Linked DNA regions of Hordeum vulgare: regions 2, 3 and 4 are each linked to region 1. Evidence: chromatin contacts called from public Hi-C data. All regions are on one chromosome and are shown on one strand. Each heading gives the region's core, a stretch centred on a gene start, on an enhancer-like site or on the middle of the called end of the contact. The rest is flanking DNA. Distances are from core to core; before and after follow the strand shown.

Region 1 (2,897 bases), core at 259-2,758:
GCGATGTTGGCATGACTTAGTTGCTTTCTTTTGTCCTGGATATTTGCAAGCTGTGGTGCTCTTTTTAGCTGAACTTCGTAAAGATGAACTACATGTGGGTGCAGAGACCAGAAGCAATAAAATCTTACTTCTAAAAGAAGCATAGAAACTGCAACCGGAAGATTAAAAAGTTGTAAAGTTGTCTTCAGGATTGTAAGGAACTTCACAACATAGTCCTTCTCATCTTTCATGTGCCTTGTGAGGGTCTAAATAACCTGCATTGTTCATGCAGCTCTAAGCAAGTGCCTCCAGGAGCAGCCATTTTGTTTCCATTTCTTTACTTTCTATGTTTTGCCTTAAGGTCCAAGAACGAGGCATAACTTATGTAACTCTCAGGTTATTGAATGAGTGGATTGATCGAAGCTTGTAAAAACCTGACTCTAGAGATATATTTTCTCCTTGAGAAAATCAGGCATCCAGTCCATACTAGAGGGGAAAATATTCAAACACGGTATGGGTCATGTGCAAGCTATCACTACAGAAATTTACACGGGGTGAAATAGCCATTTGGTTCATTTATCTATCCAGCAAAACGAACGATACTGATCAATGCCACAGGGGTAGACTACTAGCACGCTCTTGATAATTGGGTCAACTGCAGAATGTCCTTGAGCTTAGCATAACCAACAAACAGAATTTATATGCACTAGCGAATCTCCATTCAACAATGAATGAGAATTTTTAAAAACACCAGTATACGATCGAACATCGTATCCCCAGAAACCAGAACGCAAATGGATGGAACCAGATCCACGGCTCGCAAAATCGCAATTCCAAGAATTGTATCTCCGTATTTGACTTGGGCACTCCAGGAAGATCCAAATTCGAGCCGTTTGTCTCGTTCCGGTCAAAACTAACCGCTCATAAGAATTTGTCGGGATTAGAAGCATTTCCAGCAATCACGCCGCCCCACAACATAAAATCACGCTCCATCCTACCCCAGATCGTGCCAACTCCATCCACGACATAGCTCCCCCGCGTAAGACGCCACGGGCGGACAGGCCAGCCAACCACCCGACGTACGTAGCACGCATGGCAACGCACTCCTACTATCTCGGGCGACACGGCAGGGATCGGCTGGGCGAGGGGGAGGGGACCGTACCCGGGGTCGCGGTTGCAGATGTCGCAGATCTCCATGTTCTTGGCCCAGTCGGGGCCGATGAGCATGTCGCTGGTGGCCCGGTCCACCATGGCGCCGGCCATGGCGCGTCGCCGCCGGTGACAGGGGAGCCCGCCCGACCGGCCCTGGCCCCGGAGGCTGCGCCGCTCGGCCGGATGCGGATCGGAGGCGGGCTATTGGCTGCGAGCACGAGGCCACCAGATTGGCCGCGTTCCTTTCTCGGTGGGCGGGCAGGGCTTGGCTAGGCCTGGCTCCTCTTTTTTTCCCTCTTCTTTTTTGTTCCGGTTGTTTATAGGTCGTGCGAAAATTAGCTGTACAGTGTGCACTGTGTGGGTGTTCGATGCTTCGGCGGCGGCGACGACGACGACGGTGATGATGATGTGATAATAGATGGGGGGCAGTTAGGTGACGGGATCTGGCGGTGGCAGCGTGTGTTTTTGCGTGATCTGAGCTGTCCGACACTCGCTTTGGAGCGCGTGATTTTTTGTTTCGCCTAATTAATTCGTTTCTTCACGTAGGCTTCGGTTTTGAACGGGACAGTGGATGAACCCGTGCAAAGAAAATCATAAGAATTTAAATGATTTTCTTTTTGAGAAAGACTCCCGGTCTGAATTTATTTTTTATTTTTTGTTTTTACAAGGAAGACATGAAATCACGCCACTGGTCAGCAATGTTCCTTTAGGTTTGCCTGCCATAGGTCAAGATGTGTAAAATCAAACCTAAACTGAAAACCGAATGAAAAAAATCCAAAACGAAATCGAAATTTTGATTTTTCATGTTCTCATATGGTGTCAGTTTGCAAAACAGCAAGCCATGTTCATTTTGGGTCTTTTCAGTTTAAAACCAAATTATTTCACTTAAAAAAAAACAAAACAAAGACCTTGCACACCATATTTCCACCTCCCCCAGCCCAGCCCACATAAAATATTTTGGAATATTTTGGGCCTTCCCCTTCATTCCGTTCAATCCTAGTGAGGGGAACCCCTTAAACACACACACCTCAAGCACACACAGTCACGCAGAGGAGAGGATCAGAGGAGAGAACAGAGCATGGGACGACGCCCTAGCTAGGTTAAATTCCAGCGCATCCATCAAGACTTGTTCCTCCCCGTCGCAGGTGAAGCTTCGTCCTACCGACACTGGGGAAGCAACAACAAAGGCCCGTGGACTCACTTCGAGCGACAGCCATCGTCGGAGCCTGAGAAAGACACGAGTTGCTGCCACCACCGGATGGTAAGCCACTTCGTTCGATCTAGAGAGCTTTCGGTTCTGTATTGTGCATTGCTAAGCATTGTCATAGGCTCGTACTTGTTCAGTAACAATTAATTACAGTATTTGATCTGAATAGTTATGATGACTTGCAGTAGCATCTCCCCAATCTCATGCTATAGAATAGATGTTCGATAACAAAAAAAAGGTGAATACGCTTAGATAGCGTATCTTTTCATTGATAGAAGGGGAGAAAGTTACAGGGTGATGCCATGGACGTGTGCGCTAGAAGGCGTGTTCATGGCGATCGAGTGAGGAGGGGTGAAGAAGTGGGGTTGCTCAGCCCCTAATATGGTTTCAGGTTACATGCGTAAGGCTAGCTAGTCTCGTGGCTCCGACAAATGCCAGGGAGCGGGCTTCGTCCTTGATTGAAGCGATTACTGTGGAGATAGCTATTATTTTCAAACCATGCCACCATTGTTGAGGATCTGAACATCTATGATGACTTGAGATGGTAATTAATCTGGTA
Region 2 (2,854 bases), core at 9-2,508, 520 kb before region 1:
AAGAAGGGATCAAAATATCAAATACAAGAGAAATAAGGCATTGACGGCAGCGGCAACTAGGAACCCAGGAGGCCACGCGGCGGCGCTCGTGCTCTAAAAGAGATTGACGGTAGTGCAGTGACGGGGCCAGCATGCAAGCATAGGAGGGCAAGTTTGTCCATAAAAGAGACAAAGCTCATATGAAATAAAAAAATTGGCTACAACGAACCCCTCCCCCCCCCCCCCCCCCCCACCCTCCGGGAACTAGCATGACGGTTCAAGGGTAAGCTGGCGGCAGCAAGGAACCAATGGAGTTTCATCTATACGACAAATGCTTTTGTTTTAACTTTCAATAACTGAAAGTCCTAATTCTCGTAGTGTGTATTTCTGCTTGTGTGCTAAGGTATCATTTGAAAACCGCATGTCTGGTTAAGAACAACATAACAGGGACAATAGAAAATTGTGTTGCATAAATTGTCGACTGAAAATTGATAGAAAATTGTAGTCCAGAGTATATAAGTTGCTACTAGATATACTCCTATAAAAATAGCTCTATAACTATTCATATATAGTTTTATAGTGGAATCTTTAAAATGCTTATATTTAAAAACAAAAGAAGTATATATAAACGCATACGTCTATACTTGATTTTTTTTAAAAATGAGTGTTTCAAACTTTATTTAAAAAGCGAATACTATAATATGTCTATTACTGTTTTTTAGTCGGATTAGTTTTTGTTTTTGGTGGTGGATATGTCTATTACTTACACACACAGTTTATACTGGAGAAGCACGCAATACACGATATTTTACTCGAACAGTCAATCTATTTTTTTTAACATAATATAGAGACAAGCGTTCATATACCAAGATTTTACCTCTACGAACGCACATACGCCCATCCTATTCCTATAAACACCTTCGAAAGATTAAACCGGGAATACCATCTTAAGATTTACCAAGATTTTATTCTAACATAAAAGTTAAGTACCAAAGTCTAATCCTTCACCATACAAGAGGTAATACTAACGTTATCACTAAGAAATTCTTAGTTGCTAGTACTAAGATAAACTACTACACACCGTTAATCTTAGAGTAGGCAACATGTTCTGGAAAGAAAGAGAGGGATAATAATTGAATAGAGGATACGTTCGTTCCACCACCCTGGAAAAAACCACCATATCTGCTGCCTAAAGCGTTGTGCCCGGCCGGCACAGTGGAAAACCCTAGGGCTCAAATAATTAACTAGTACTACGTCACGTCCATAGGTCCGAGACATAGCTACCTCTGTCTGCGCAGTGGCTCTCACATCATAGGGTTTCTGTGGGCCCAAACGCCGCGCGGCGAGAGAGATCGATCGATCGATCGATCGAGACAGTACGTATTATTCCACCAGTAATCTTTTCGTGGCGTACATGAGCCGTCAGATTTCGATCCAACGTACCGATAGACCCGACTCGTAAGAATACGTACCACGCGTACTGGGCGATTTGATGCGGCGATGTACCGATGTGAGCTATACTTATTGGTCAAGCACGGCATCATATCATGCATGCATCGTGTACACAGGCCAGATTAACCAGAGAGGAAGGCAGTTTAAACCACTGTTGCCGACTCCAAGAAGCTTAATTATAGCTGACAGCCCCCTGCGGCCGGCCACATGGACGATGCATGGGCGACATGTGGTGTTCGGTCCATGATTAGGTCCATGCTTTGGTGCATAACCAGAGAGCGTCTTCGGCTGAGGCCGATCGACCCTTAGCCCTAGCGGGTAGATGGATGTAATCTGCTTAATTATGCAGTAACTGCCAGTAAGAACAGCTATTTTTTTCAAATAATACATTTATTTTCATGATTTCAAAAAATAATGCATATGTTGAAAGTTTTTCAAAAATAGAATTCAGGATTCAGTCGGCTTCGATGAAGTTGATAGGGTTCCAGCCGGCTTCGGCGATGTCAATTAGTACTAATCGGCTCCGGTAAAAGCAATTAGTACTACTAATTGGCTTCGTCGAAACGGACTAGTGCATGCTACATATTTTGCATCATAATTTTATCTCTAGTTTCCCGTCATCCTCTCCCTAATTTCCCGCCACCCTTTCCTAGTTTCCCGACACCTTATTCCTTCATTCCTTCCGCCATTTTCTTTCACGCGGCAGAACATATTTTTTTATGGACTGCCGACAACGACGACGAAGACGATATCTTCATGCCGAGCATCAAGGCCAAGACTATCGCATCGTTGAAGGGCCAGAGTGCTGCATCGACGGAGGATGACGATGATGTCTTCATGTATTTTTTAGGTTGTAGTTTTTAAATTCAATCATATCGTTTAATTCGGTTGTACTTTTATCTTAATTATCTGTTCCAGTCTCTTTGAAATGTGACTTGAATAGAAATGTGTCTCGAATAACAATGAGGTTTTAGTGGCCTCAGCCAGACGTGCGAAAGGTAAAAGCCCAACCCATTTCATCCGTCGTAGGCGCATGCAGACGACACTCCATAAAGAAGTATGTTCTGCTGCATAATTTAGGAATGATTCACTCTTATGTCGCCGCTTCATCCATCTTCCATGCAATCAAAGTTGTCAGAATCGTGACTCAAGTCTTAGAATCTTACGATCTTAGGATCCAAACTAGCCCCTCTGATTCTATGATTTTGCTCATAGAATCTAAGTTTCTATGATCCTGATAGTTAAGATTCTACGATTCACGATCCTAGCAACGGAGCTCCCATCCGATTCTGAATCGCGATTCTGACAACTTTGCATGCAACCTAAGAAGTTCTTTCTGTATCTCCTCAAAGGTTCCTGAAGGCCACCCGTAACGAGTTAATGCTTGACTCAACTCATTCAGTAAGGTGTCACTACTTATGAT
Region 3 (2,700 bases), core at 54-2,553, 900 kb before region 1:
TGGATCATCATGCAGAACCCTGAACACACGTCTCAAAAAAGATGGCTAGGTACGCTAGGTTGAAAGCCTGAAACAAAGAAGCAAGCATTAGACGAGGAACGAAACGCGAAGATGGCTATCTTGGGCCATCCATGCATGCATGCATGCATGCAAGCAAACACATTCAGCTCATGGAATATAGAGAACGACACGACACAAAGGTAAACAATCACACAGCAGACGAAGCTGAGAGAGGTGGTAATGAATGTAACCCAGCTACATCTCCAACTAATCCTAAGCAGATACCATGCATACCAAAATGAGAGGAGACACGCACACACAGCTACTTGTGCGGAGACGTGTACACACGCAGCTACTAATAAGGAACTAAGCGAAGCTGTGCGGTGCAGGCCGACCTTGCTACTGACCGCGGAGCTCAGCTTAAGCTTCGACCCTTTCTTTTGGCGACATGAAATATAGACGCGCGGCGACAGCATCCGAGAGCCACGGAGTTGGAGGTGGAGCTCGAGTCCCGAGAGGCCCATGCACAGCTGGAAACACTGCCCAAGACCCCACGCAGAAAAAAAGCAGGCAAGGCAAACAGTACAGCCCACCCCCCATGAGCCCCTCTCCCCCACCGCTCTTGGCCTGGCGGAGAGCCTCCTCGCCGAGATCCATGAAATGATAGCCGCGAAACCTAGGAAAAAGAAAAAAAGCGTCGCTCCTTGGACGAACCAGCAGATCCCCTTCCGAAAACTTACCGGACCACGCAAGCTACCAAGGGACAACCATCAAACCTTCCTCCATGAAATCATTAATCCAAAATGGGGTGGAGATGTAGCCATCGATTAGACCGAACGGAGATTAAATCCATGTTTTTTTTTACACCCGTCAGTCGTGAATCTACCGCGGGGCCTCGGAGAGAAGGCAAGAAACGGAAAAGATTTGGCCCGGGGAGAAAAAAAGGGATGCCGAGAGATTATAGGGTGAAAACGACTGAGCCCCTGCCCCCTCACCAGATCCACCAGAAAAAAGCAGGAGGAGCTCGCAGAGACGGGATCGAGTAGATCAAACCAAACCTGTGAGGAGGACAAGGCTCGCCCCGGCCCGGACGCTTCGGCAAGCACGATCCACGGCGAGGGGCGTCGCGGCCGCCAGGGAAGGGATCGCAACAACGCCGGGGCGCGGGCTGGGCCTCCGTGGCGGCGCGGCGGCGGCTCCGGTGGGAATTTAGGGGGAGTGTGGGTGGGGAAAGGCGCGTGCTTTAGGGTTTTTTGGGGAGATGGGCGCCGAGAGAGAGAGAGAGAGAGGTGGGGAGGTAGAGAAAGAGGATGGGTGGGAGGGACGGAGGGAGGTGGTGATAGAGAGAAAAAGGCAGCTGGGAGGGAGAGGGGGTAATCAGCTGCGGCCGGCGTGTGTGTGGACGCGAATGTTTCCTTCCCGGGGAGACGCGCCCCCATGTGCCCTTGCCACCACGTCAGCCCCTGCCCATACCAGGTAGTACAAAACACACTGCTCTGTCATGTTTGTATGTGTGTGTTTTACATTTTCTCTGCAAAGTTTTTTCTTACGTAGTACATTCGGAAATGTTTATGTAGACGCACATAAACTAATTTTTATAAACGCACGCATACTCTATCCGTTATGGACACTTTCGAGATATGTGTGTTTTACATTTTCTATGTAACGTGTGTTTGGTATGATAGCTTTGAATTTTTTCAGTATTGTTCTGTTTTCATAATTTATGTGAAATTCTTTTTTTGTACTTTTGATAGACATTTGTGTGTCGGGTAGATATAGTGATGTTGTATGCAATAGTGACACGGGGGTTGACTTGCCATGGACCCGCATACCATGTGGTTACAGACTTTTGTCGCGATCTCGCACTATACACACACATCCCGTGTGGACGCGGGGTTTGATGATGATGATCAAGACCCCCAAGCGTCAGTTGTATCGTCCGCTCACATTTTATTGGCACACGATCTCACACTATACACACACATCCCGTGTGGGTGCGGGGGTTGATGATGATGATCAAGACCCCCAAGCGCCAGTTGTATCGTCCGCTCACATTTTATTGGCACGCGATGGGATATGGCACAACTGGGTTCATGTCGCTTTGCGCTCTCACTTTACTAGACCTGACCCACATTGATGGATCTGGCGCTCTATCTCAACAACTGAACCGGACGAGGCCTTGCCTATGTCAGGAAGGATGTTGGATAACTTCGTCAAGATTTTGCGGTGCTTCGTGCTCTCGCGAGCTGTTCTCATCCAAGTTTGACCGAATCGAGCCCAAGTGGTGCAGTCATTAAGGCCGCCAGGAATCGATGCTTCATACGTCTCCAGCGTATCTACTTTTCTTAACGCTTTTGCTTTTTTTTTTGGACTCTAATTTGCAGGATTTGAACGAAACTAACCCAGAGTGACACTGTTTTCAGCAGAATTACCATGGTGTTATTTTTTGTGCAGAAATAAAAGTTCTCGGAATTGAACAAAACTTTCTGATTTATGGAATAAAAAAATATTGGAACCAAGACTCACTAGAGGGGAGGCCCAAGACACCCACTAGGCACGAGGGCACGTCACCCCCCGGCCTGGTGGGTAGTGGGGACCACGGGGCTCGGCTGACCCTAACTCTAGCACTATAAATCCTATTTTCGAAGAAAACAATAGGGGAGGAAGTTTCATCACGTTTTACGATACGGAGCCGCCGCC
Region 4 (2,992 bases), core at 60-2,559, 560 kb after region 1:
CCCCCCAAAAATGGAAGACGAGACATACAGAATAAATAGTTGATTAGTTTTCCTGTTATGTGACAGGACGCCTATCGGCTTCAGTTGAAGCTGTTCCTTTATGAAGTGAAGCAGCAACAGCTCCTTTCTGGTATCCGGAGCTATCTAAAGTTATACTCAGCAATTACCATTACCAAACTTGCCCAGTATATGGAAATGGATGAGGCAACACTTAGGTCTGTATGATCATTAACTTGGGTTGTTAGTTCTTTTGATTTGTCTGTAGGCATAAGAAACATTCAAATATTTGGACAGGTCTATTCTTATGACGTACAAGCACAAAATGCATGCAGTTGACAGTAATGGGAAAATTGTATCCAGTGCAGACTTTGATTTCTATATTAATGAGGTAATGTCAGTTCTCCTTTCTGTGCCTAAGATAAGTTTTTTGCATCAACATATTATGTTGTGCTGATTTCTTTATTACGAGTTGGTTTTTTTCTGCTGCATCTTAGAAGTTAATATCTTCACTATATCAATTGCTAGCCCGTGGTACTCCATTGAGCTGCTGTAGTCTGTAGATAATTGGAGCTCCTTGCTGGAATGAACTTTGTTACGAAAAAGATTCTTCTCAAGTTCAACCATGATTGTGTTAACTTGTGCTTTCTCAAGTCTCTTGCCTACTTCGGCAATGTATGACTAATATGATTAATTACATATGAACGATCTGTATTCAATTAGGATGTTATTCATGTCGTGGAGTCCAAGTCGACCAAGCGCCATGGGGACTACTTTTTAAGACAGATTTTAAAGGTACTTGAAACCCCACTTGACGATAGTTCCCCCTTTTCTTACTATAAATAACACATTTATTGTTAGACCATAGTCTAAACTTCCTTTTTCAATATCCTACAGTTTGAAGAAACCATTGCTGAATTGGACAAGGTACAGCTTGACTGAGCATGGTAAAGATCATCGAGGAGAGAAACATCCCAGATCATGTTTTCATTTTCCTTTTTCCTTTTACGGGAGACACTTGTGGCGACTAATGTTAGCAGAGCATTATTTGTGCCTTCTAGTACACAGTTTGACTCGGTGAAGCATTGGCAATTCACTGTATTATCCTGTTTTTTTAGTTCCTGTTTGCTATTTGATGAGTAATCCGTCAGTTACTAGTTGAGAACTTGAGATACCTTCCGTGTTTATCCAATTGGGTGGGCACATGTTTTGGCTCACAAGTATTAAATCTGGAAGCTGATTGCACAACGCTCATCAGTTGCCTTGCATTTTAGCCACGCGTTCCTGTGGGTTCAATGCATCGCTCCATCCTCATCCCTATGACAGCCACTCATGGGTGCTTCCTAGCTCACTGCCCAACAATGTGGCTCCGCGAAGGGGACGGTCGCTGCTGCTGTTAAGATTAACTAACATACGTAATTAGAGGAAATCTCTGCCTGTATTAACTGTCGATGGATGCTATTTCGGCGGTCTCATTTTGCTGCCCGTGAGACCCCCTCCGATGTATGCCACGTTGCCTCCACAATCTCAAAGCAGGAATCACATCTGCCATCAGTTTCTCTTCCCAACTATCGATTCCTGCCGTACCCTGTATGCACGACCAAGTTAGAGTTCGCTTGTCCTCATCGGCTTTGGCACCCACACGGCATCACGCTATCGAGACATCTCATCCATGACCGTGCTGAACGGCATCGTTGCCGGCGGCCAGTCTGGATTGCTCGACCACGGCGGCAGTCTGGATTGCTCGACCACGGCGGCTGCTCGCCATGTTGCTGGCCGGGCGGAACACGTCCTTGCGGCCAGCGGGGCCAACTCCTCGTCGGCCAACGGATCAGATAGCTCATTCATGGTGGCTGGGGCTGTACGCCATGCTGTTGCCCCAACGGACATCACGTTCCCTGCAGGCGTGCATCAAGGCGTCATGGGGGACGGCCGGACCGAGTACGTGTTGGTGGCGGCCGTGCGGCAAGGTGTGGAGGACAAGCAGACGAAGTCCACGGCGGCGGCGGCTGTACGAGACTGCACCCATACGACCACATCCATCAGAGGAGAGGACGATGCCGGGGTAAGCAGGCTGCATGTGAATAGCCATGTGCTAGCTCTTTATTTTTGTGCATGCATGCGTATTTAGTCATGCTAGCCGATAATCATATAGCAGTCTTGTTAAGCCAAAGCATAATATCATATGTTGTAGAATCAAACTTGAAAGTGATTAAATTGATGATGTTTGACATTATGCAGTTTCAATGGCTGGAAGGACAGAAAGTGTTGCACCCTTTATCGAGGAACAGCGCAGTGTATGAGTCGAGCCGTGAGCCTATGACACCAAGCAAAAAGAATGATAAAGGAGAAGAAAACTGTTTGATTGAGAAGGTAAAAAAAATACTACAATGCATCGACTTTAAAAATTTTATTTATACTACAATGTCGATGAAGTCGGTGTATTTCATGTGTGTAACAGGATAATCCGAATGCATCTTCAAATAAAATTGTGTCAAAGGAAGGAATGTGTTTTCATTCTGAAGATGAGGCATACGAGTTCTATAATGCATATGCAAAAAAGAAAGGATTCAGTGTTAGGTGGACACACAAAAAAAAGAGAGAGCAGACGATACCTTATCTGCTAGGTATTTAGTTTGCAGTAAGGAAGGAGTGAAAGAAAAACATAGCACACATGAGACGAGGAAAGAACAAGCTTCTACGAGGACAGCTTGCAAAGCTCGTGTCCAGTTCCATATTACTTCGGCGGGTGTTTGGATGATTCAGAAGGCTGTCATTGAGCACAATCATCATATGGTATCTCCGGACAAGGCACACATGTTAAGATCACAACGACAGCTACTAGATGTCAATAAACAAATGATCAACGACATGCGGTCAGCAGGAATACGACCATAAAAAATATACAATTATTTTGAAGAATGGTGTGCAGCAGTAAATGTGCCTTTCTTGAAGATGGATTCCAATAACTACATAACAAGACAACGTAGAAAGT

What was found. Hi-C and Micro-C count contacts between places; a contact is called where the count stands out from the background.
Region 2: a Hi-C map of leaf shows a contact between it and region 1, with 7 times the contacts expected there. The contact joins the enhancer-like site here to the promoter of LOC123443250 in region 1. A contact is called at or near these places in 2 of 6 Hi-C or Micro-C datasets (leaf and seedling).
Region 3: a contact with region 1 is called in a Hi-C map of leaf, with 5 times the contacts expected there. The contact joins the promoter of LOC123443252 here to the promoter of LOC123443250 in region 1. A contact is called at or near these places in 3 of 6 Hi-C or Micro-C datasets (leaf and seedling).
Region 4: a Hi-C map of seedling shows a contact between it and region 1, with 6 times the contacts expected there. The contact joins the promoter of LOC123443249 here to the promoter of LOC123443250 in region 1. A contact is called at or near these places in 3 of 6 Hi-C or Micro-C datasets (leaf and seedling) and 1 of 1 datasets of contacts at active chromatin or transcription factors (embryo).

Annotation. Positions count from the first base shown.
Region 1 is chr3H:133,994,733-133,997,629 of MorexV3_pseudomolecules_assembly, reverse strand. It overlaps LOC123443250 (TOM1-like protein 9), which reads right to left and starts at 1,508. Exons shown (of 10, transcript XM_045119569.1): 1 at 1,142-1,508. The coding sequence starts at 1,242.
Region 2 is chr3H:134,517,450-134,520,303 of MorexV3_pseudomolecules_assembly, reverse strand. No RefSeq gene overlaps it. Among protein-coding and RNA genes, the nearest start is that of LOC123445799, 280 kb to the right of the region's middle. Within about 2 kb of position 1,258, at least 3 of the 3 cell types and tissues checked have open chromatin away from gene starts, as enhancers often do. A contact at or near this core is called in leaf and seedling, where this site is marked.
Region 3 is chr3H:134,891,052-134,893,751 of MorexV3_pseudomolecules_assembly, reverse strand. LOC123443252 reads right to left here and starts at 1,303. Exons shown (of 6, transcript XM_045119570.1): 1 at 1,059-1,303; 2 at 1-67.
Region 4 is chr3H:133,429,825-133,432,816 of MorexV3_pseudomolecules_assembly, reverse strand. It overlaps LOC123443249, which reads left to right and starts at 1,309. Exons shown (of 3, transcript XM_045119567.1): 1 at 1,309-2,062; 2 at 2,239-2,370; 3 at 2,459-2,992. The coding sequence starts at 1,670. The coding sequence ends at 2,632. It overlaps LOC123443248 (eukaryotic translation initiation factor 3 subunit L-like), which reads left to right. Exons shown (of 7, transcript XM_045119566.1): 4 at 67-215; 5 at 295-388; 6 at 721-792; 7 at 895-1,225. The coding sequence ends at 939.